2 separate regions of the Mus musculus genome follow, and region 1 is linked to region 2. A link is a contact called in public HiChIP or PLAC-seq data. All regions are on one chromosome and are shown on one strand. Each heading gives the region's core, a stretch centred on a gene start, on an enhancer-like site or on the middle of the called end of the contact. The rest is flanking DNA. Distances are from core to core; before and after follow the strand shown.

Region 1 (4,398 bases), core at 1,243-3,742, 100 kb before region 2:
TCTTTTTATCTTTTTCCTTCTCTTTAGAGTCTTTCTCTTTCTCCTTAATTTTATCCTTCTCCTTTTCCTTTTCCTGCCAAAGAAAAGAATCAACAGTTAACTGAGCACTGGAAGGAAGGCCTGCCCCTTACCTGGACACACAGATGGCACGTGGTCAAGGAAGGGTGGTGGCTATTGTGGACAGAAATGAGGAACAATGCCTGGGCAACATTTTATCAATTTTCAAACATTGGAGATCCCATTTGAAACACAAGTTCTGAGCCATGGGCTGTCTATATTAAGAAACAAGGGGCAGAGCCTACAGAGGAAGAGCTTGGTAAGGTGTAGCATAGTCCACACAGGGCACACTAAATTTAGGGTCAGTCTAGAAGGGGAGCTATGGGATGGGAACAAGGGAGGATAGCAATTCTGGATCAGCTTGAAGGAGAAAAACAATGTCATGCAGTTTAAAAAGTTCTGAGAGGTTCTTCTTTAAGTTTTACAAAATACATTTATGTCCCTGAGGAACGATGACATTTTCTTCCTTTCTCTAATCAGAACTATTAAATAACCCCGCATATACTGTTTTTTTACTAATTAGAACTCAGTAGGTTACCAGATATTAATTTTGGTTCAGTGTTCAAATGGTGACAGACAGGCCAGTGAGAAGAAGGTAGAGGACTGCACAGAGGTTAGGAATAAAGGCAGTTCTAAGTTCTACTTATGGTGGGGCTGAGAGGAAGTTATTTCTCTGAGCCCTAGTCATTTCATTTGCAAATGGGACAGGTGTCCACTTATAGTTTTGCTCTAAGTAACATTTAATACATATAATAAATACCTCACTGAAAATGAGTGTCACCAGTGTATTAACTCTCCCAAAACAACACAAAACCACACTCTTTTGTAGTGAAGGAAGGACATTTTGACTTGTGGCAGGAGACAATAGGCCAGGAGCAGTTTCAAGGGTGCTGGTGCAAAGCATGGAAGAAGAGAAGTACAGAAAGACAAGAGGCCCTGCCAGGAAACTTGCCCAGACCTCCTTCTTTGTCTCCTCAAGCTGATTACTACAGCACCCATTTCCTCTCAGAAGACTGGGCACCCAGGGTAGGGAATCCCCAAGATTAAGGGAATAATTCCCTTACAAATTAACTAGACCATGAAGTGCTACAATTCATAGAGGTGAATTTTACCTACAGTTATATACTAGGACTATAATCGAAAAAAAAAAAAAAAAACCCAGGAAGTGAGCTTCTCAGAGTGAGTGACCATGACAGTGTCTAACTCTGTGACTCATCCGTGCTACCTGTAGAGGTTATGGACATAGACTCAGTTGGCAAGAGGGCATCATGCTCCCCGCTCTACTACAGAGAGGACAATGCATGACACTTAAGATAATGAATGGCTACTATGTGTCAGGCTCTGGGAATGAGTAACTCACATGTATTTTCTTAAGACAGGGCACTGTTCTAATTATCTCCATTTTATATTTAAAGAGACTGAGGCTTAAAGATGACTAATACTTTTTTTTTTTTTTGGCGCCCAGAGCAGGAACTGTTGAAGCTGCAGTTGATGCAGTCTGGGATCACTAAAGCTCAGCTCTCATCCACCACACTTACTGTAAAGGGCTGGCAATCTCCCTTGAGTTGCAAAGGGTCACAGAGCAATCATCAGTAACAAATAGGAACTCAAACTGTCTGATTTTCTAAAGTTCAGAACCCACCCAATATTATGAAATGGGCTGTTTGTAAAATCTATGATTCATGTGAAACTCTCCCTTAACAGAATACATGGAGCACCCCCCCCCTCAAAAGCCAAACCGATGCATGTTAAAACTTAAAAAAACCCCAAAAAACAAAAAACAAAAACCACAACAAAAAACACCAAACAGAAAGGACAGGGGAAAACCACCTTACAAAACAGGAAACTCTTCTGAACAGAAATTAGTAACTGCTAAAATGCATAGAACCTGATTCTGAATCACCACACCTTGAGCACAGCCCTTTTAGCGAGTTTTTTGCTGCAAATTTCTCTGAGTAAATTGTTAAGTTAAAACTATTTTTTTTTTTTTTTGGCTTGACCGTTAAAAGCATACACCAATGGTTAAAAAAAAAAAGCAAACAGCACAACTTTCTAGGCCAGCTAGGTGAGCCTCTGGCGAACTGTAATGTTCCTCAGATCTGAATAATCCATGTTCTCATCCTTTACAGTAATCCAGATGAGTTCCTCCAAGAACAAAAACAAAACAACAAACTACACATGGCCTCCCCCTGCTGTAACTCAGTGCTTTGAAGAAGTCAGGCTCTTACCTGCCCATGTTTTAGTCCCGTGAATCTCACGGTTATGAGAGGAACTTCGGGAAGCCGACCCCATTTTACTGACATGATTTGACCCCCATGCCAGGAAATGTCCTCTCACAGAAGATGCTCATGCCGGCAGGCAGACAGCTCACAGCTACCATTAGCAAAACGGTAAGAGGAAGCCAGAGAGTGGTTGAGAAAGTGCATAAGGGGAGGGTTGAGGCTGCCTGCTTCCTTGAGACAGTCTTAACTATTTGAATGCTGCTGGTAAAGCTAACCACTCTACCCTGAAGAACACAGGAAATGAAAGAAAACTGAAGTAACTCTCAAATACATGTGCGGACAGCATTTGCATTGTAGTATGGGAAATATGGCAAGGATCAAGGCCACACTAATACTGTAAGTTAAAAAGCACATCTCCTAAAAAACATATTCCTAACTGCATAAAAAAGCAATGTTGGTTTTTTTGTTTGTTTGTTTGGTTTTTTGAGACAGGGTTTCTCTGTATAGCTCTGGCTGTCCTGGAACTCACTTTGTAGACCAGGCTGGCCTCGAACTCAGAAATCCGCCTGCCTCTGCCTCCTGAGTGCTGGGATTAAAGGTGTGCCACCACCACGGCCAGCTAGCAATGTTTTATAAGAAGATATTTTAGAAAAGTTGACAATGGTAAAATGGTAATTGGTTATTATTCTTAAATTTAATATGTCTATATTTAACTATTGCTAACATGCTTTAACTGTACTGTGGAATAAGAATCCAATGACATTTAAAAATGATGAGACTGGGCACAATAATACTAGGGTGCTATGCAAGAAACTTGGTTTTCACTTTCTTAATCCTATCCTTTTAGAAGGTAGGGTATTCTGTGAGCATGAAAACCAAATGTGATTAGGCATCTTGGGAAATTCTTTCATATACAAGGCACAGAAACTCGGAATTGGGTCTGAATGGCTCACTATAACGTTAACTAAGGTATCAGCTGGCGAGAAAGTCCTTTTTAGTCAGAGAACTTTTGAGTCATACTAGGAACTGGTTTAAAATGTGTCTTGTGTCTTGAAGCTGTCCTTGTAAAAACGAGAGCTTAATAGAAAAAGACAATCAGTGGCGTGAAGACCACTCTCTTCGTGAAGGCAACAGTGTGTATGTATCCAAGGACCTTAATACATGTATAATACACACAATTTACTCAGCAGGAAACAGAACTACTGCTCAAAGACAATACGACAAAAGAGAAACTGCCCATCTTCCTCTTACGCTTCCTGTTTAGGGCTCCTAAGCTTCTGAAAAGCATTCCGTCTATACATCTGCAACGTCTGCATGTTACAGCTGACTCAAAGGTTATGTATGCAGGACTGATAACTAAATTCCTTATATAATAAAAACTATACACAGAAAAACTTGGCACTATTGGGCAACACATATTGTCTAGGAGTGTGAAACATTTGCTGCCTAATAGCTAACTTTGGCTACTCAGAGAGTCCAAAGAGTGTTGGCAGTCACAGCTTAACATGTGGGATAACAAACTCAAGTTTATAATTGTCTTCTCATAGACACACACACTATGTTTACTCAGAGAGACTTTCCTAACTATATTCAGATACAACTCATATGTATTGGTTAGCAGCTGAATAACTATATGGTCTCATTAACACATATTTAAAAATTAATAATCTTAGCACTTGAGTGGTTACATTACTGGCCCAATATGTGCAAGGCCCTACAATCTCCAGCACTGAAGAAAAAGAGAAAACAACCAACTCCTAAACAGGGTAAGAGAAGTGAAAGTTCATTATTTTTATAGAAAAAATAGTGTTAATATCTATGGTATCACTTTTTTTTTTAAACAATATAGGAAACATCATTCAATAGTTAGGAAAAAGAGTTGACTGATACTCACTTATCTGTATAATTGGGTGGACACACAACTAATTCTCTCTCATTACCTCTGCTTATACTGACAAGGTCACAGTGTTCTGTAGCAGCTGTATAACAGTCTTATTTAACAGTAAGCTAACCTCCACTCACAGGAAAGACGGCAGGTTAACATGCCTGGCCACAGGGGTACTTGAAAACACACAGTAAAGGGAACCGTACTGCAATCTGCAGAGTTATGAATTTGCAA
Region 2 (3,986 bases), core at 689-3,188:
CAATAGTAGCAAGCAAGAACCATTAAGACTGGATTATAAACAGGTTACATTACATGTTAACACAATTCAGTTCCACTAGAAGGGAAGAGCCAGCTACTCAATTCCTATAAAATACTCCTCTGAAACAATAGAGCAAACACCTCCAAACTTCTTGAAGTCAACTACACAAGGAAAAAAAAACCACAATGCTAAATATACTATTCTCATCAACACAAATCCAAATCCTGTTTTAAATGAAGCTCTGGCTCTAGAAACTTCATGTTAATTTTTTTTTTTTTTAATTTAGAAACCAAAAGCTGGTTATGTGGCTCAGTGGTAGAACACTTGGCTACCATTTGCAAGACCCTGGGTTTGATCTGAAGTACCAAACAAAACACCAAAATATAAAAATAAAAACTCAATTTTGCTCAACTCATAAACATGTGTGGTATACAAATAAAGTTCGTATGAGTACAGACATGAATAACTTCTGGCCTAAGAATAAAAACATGAAACTATTTTTCTGATAAATGTAGGAAACTTCAGGTTTAGTAAGGAGAAAAGGCTTACTTGAAAACATGTTAAAACAAGTGACCACGGAAAGAAGTAATGAGCTCTCTCATCAGTGTTCTGTTATTATATGCAACTGGGTTTGTTTCAAGCCAAGTGGGCTTCTTCTATACAGCTCACAGCACTTCTAACTTGACCTCTCCTCACAAGATCCACCCAGGCAATGCACCCTGCACATGGGTTTTGGGCTGTATGGAGGGATTTAAGGGTTTAAGATGAACAGAGATAAAGCATGCAGTGTATCACCTACTGTCATATTCTCACTATATATATTTTGTCACACATTTCAAGTCAAGGAGCGTCTTATGTTTTTGGATGCACTTCTTGGAAGCGCTGATCCTAGGTATTGTGTCCTTTTTTTGTCATTCAGATACAACGTATAATGAACAGAGCTGAGATTTCTGGATTTAAATCCAAGTATTGAATTTCTTGCTTATATACCATAAAGTGTCCTAATTTTTCTGGAACTTACTTCTATAATCTGTACATAGGGATATGACAGTTCAATCACTATTTCAAGAAATGGATAAAATGAACATCAAGGGCTAAGCACAGGGAAGGTATAGCTTGTGTTGCCTATTACTCCCCCCAACCCCCCGCCTTTACCAAGGTCTGCCCACACATCCTACCATTCTCAAAACATGGACCTTCTTTATATATAAAATCACCTCATTTTTCATTTCAAAGTTACATTCTTTGTTTAGTGTGCTTTGCATCTGCAGAGGATCCACTCTGCATGGTTTTAAGTAGAACCTTTCCTATAGCTACCATTAGTGATTAAGTTGTCTCTTAGCCTTAACTTGTGCCTGGTTACCTAAAGTTTACTTTTAAAGCTACATGCAATGATTTTATTGTAACTAAACCAAGTCTGGCAGGACACAAAAGCCTACCTACACACACACTACAGAAATTTTGTTTCTTTTAGTTGGTGAATCAGGATGTCCTGGTAAAGATCTTTTTTAAAAAACCGAGTGAAATGGAGACCTGCAGATAAAGGAACTTAATAGTACAGAAAGCTCTACAGAGATCTCCGCCACTTCCTCCTCCTCAACTCCCTTTCTAGATCATGGTGAGAAAACTCCCACTATGATGAAAGCAAAAGGTATTTTATTATCAACTGGCATTTATGCAGTACAGACATCATTTTATGACTACATTAGACAGTAGTAACTGTCTTAAATTGTCATATTCAAACAGATCCTGAAAAAGCCTTCAAACTTTCAAACTTCTTGTCAACGGTAATTTATATTGTTTTCAAACATTTTCACGAGCACCAAACTGTGTGCGGTTTCTAACATGGCTCTGGAAAACATTCTTCTGAGCGCAGCATGACTACTGTGGTTTAGTTACTCATCTTTAACCTCACCTGGGCACAAAGGACATGTGTCTTCTGAACAACATGTTTCCACTGTTTACTAGACACTCCCTTGGCACACTACAGGTGCTCAGGTATTTGTTAAGATTCTACTACAAAGGAAAAAAAAAAGTAAGAATTGCTTTGCTTCTGGAGTGGGTAGACAGATAACCTTAAAAAAAAATTCTTCAAATGGCCCAATGTGTTAAGTACTCATGATTTAAAAACCAGGAGCAGTATAAGACACCTGAAGACACTAACAACCCAATGGGAGAAATTTACTTAAAAGATTATTGGGTTGCTAGTAAAAGATGGAGATAAACTGTAATAAATACAAGGTTTTCTAAATGCAATTTACCCCATTGTTCTTAGATTACAATATGACCCTCAGGCTGGGCCAGAACTCATAATCTTTCTATTTTCGTTTGTCTAATGCTGAGATTATAGCATACCATGTGTGTTCTTTTGTGACTGAGTTACCTCACTCAGGGCGATATTTTCTAGATCCATCCATTTGCCTGTGAATTTCATGAAGTCATTGTTTTTAATAGCTGAGTAGTACTCCATTGTGTAAATGTACTACATTTTCTGTATCCATTCCTCTGTTGAGGGACATTTGTGTTGTTTCCAGCTTCTGGCCATTATAATGAAGGGTGCTATTAACATAGTGGAGCATGTGTCCTTGTTATATAGTGGAGCATCTTTTGGGTATATGCCCAGGAGTGGTATAAGCTGGGTCCTCAAGTAGAACTATCCAATTTTCTGAGGAACCACCAGACTGATATCCAGAGTGTTTGTATCAGCTTGCAATCCCACCAGCAATGGAGGAGTGTTCCTCTTTCTCCACATCCTCGCCAGCATCTGCTGTCACCTGAGATTTTGATCTTAGCCATTCTGACTGGTGTGAGGTGGAATCTCAGGTATACATTCACTGATAAGTGGATATTAGCCAAAAATCAAAAAACAAAACAAAACAACAACAACAAAAAAAACCCCAAACCTCAGAATCCGCACAATACAACTCACAGACCATTTGAAGGAAGACCACACCACAGTTTGGATGCTACAGTCCTACTCAGAAGGGGGAAGAAAATAATCTCAGGAGGTAGAAGGAGAGTGGGATCAGAGAAGGGGGGGGGGAGGTGGGACGGTTGAGATATGGAGAAGATGAGAGAGAAGTACAAAGGGTCAGGAATTTGAAGGAAGGTGTGTCAGTGGGGGAGAGGAAACTGGGGGTAGTCACTAGAAAGTTTCAGAGGCCAGAGATCCAAGGGGTTCCCAGAACCCAACAGAGAGGACATTAGCTGAAATACCCAACAAAAGCAAGATAGAACCTGTAGAGACCATATCCAGTGGCTAGGCATGGCTCCCCAGGTTGAGGGATGGGGCCACCCACCCAACTCAAAAATAGTAATTCAGAATTCCTCCTGTCAAAAGGAAATACAGGGACAAAGAGTGGAGCAATCTGAAGGAAAGTCCACCCAGAGACTGCCCCACCTAGGGGTCCATCCCATCTACAGACACCAAACCCAGACACTATTGCTGATGCCAAGAAGTGCTTGCTGACAGGAGCCTGGTATAGCTGTCCCTTGAGAGGCTCTGCCAGAGCCTGACCAATACAGAGGCAGATGTTCGCAGCGAAACATTTGACTGAGTGTGAGAACCCCAATGCTGGAGTTAGGGCAAGACTGTAGAAGCTGAAAGGGTTTGCAACCCCATAGGAAGAACAACAGTATCAATCAACCAGAGCCCCCAAAGTTCCCAGGGACTAAGCCAAAGAGTACACATGGGGGGACCCGTGGCTCCAGCTGGATATGTAGCAGAGGATTGCCTGGTCTGGCATCAATGGGAGGGTGGCCCCTTGGTCCTGTGGAGGCTCTATGACTCAGAGTAGGAAAATGCTAGGGTGCTTAGGTGGAGTGGGTGGGCGAGTGGGTGGGGAGTACCCTCATGGAGGGAAGGGGGAAGGGATAGGAGGATTGTGGAGGGGAAACTGGTAAGGGAGATAACATTTGAAAGGTAAATAAATATATTAACCAATAAAAAAGAAAATAAAAAAACCCAATTCGTTAAAGAAATCAGT

What was found. HiChIP or PLAC-seq counts read pairs in DNA pulled down with a chosen protein or histone mark.
Region 1: a contact with region 2 is called in a BATF HiChIP or PLAC-seq map of CD8 T cells, with 5 read pairs. The contact joins two enhancer-like sites. A contact is called at or near these places in 9 of 484 Hi-C or Micro-C datasets (B cells, CD4 T cells, CD8 T cells and 5 more), 7 of 115 datasets of contacts at active chromatin or transcription factors (CD8 T cells, bone marrow-derived macrophages, heart atrium and 3 more) and 3 of 9 other capture datasets (adipose tissue, liver and pancreatic islet).

The regions. Positions count from the first base shown.
Region 1 is chr7:75,700,040-75,704,437 of GRCm38.p6, reverse strand. It overlaps Akap13 (A kinase (PRKA) anchor protein 13), which reads right to left. Exons shown (of 37, transcript NM_029332.1): 17 at 1-73. Among named protein-coding and RNA genes, the nearest start is that of AU020206, 80 kb to the left of the region's middle. Within about 2 kb of position 2,492, at least 123 of the 459 cell types and tissues checked have an H3K27ac peak or open chromatin away from gene starts, as enhancers often do. A contact at or near this core is called in B cells, CD8 T cells, Th1 cells and 1 more, where this site is marked.
Region 2 is chr7:75,598,468-75,602,453 of GRCm38.p6, reverse strand. The region is part of intron 5 of Akap13 (A kinase (PRKA) anchor protein 13); the gene reads right to left. Among named protein-coding and RNA genes, the nearest start is that of Akap13, 140 kb to the right of the region's middle. Within about 2 kb of position 1,938, at least 50 of the 459 cell types and tissues checked have an H3K27ac peak or open chromatin away from gene starts, as enhancers often do. A contact at or near this core is called in B cells, CD8 T cells, Th1 cells and 1 more, where this site is marked.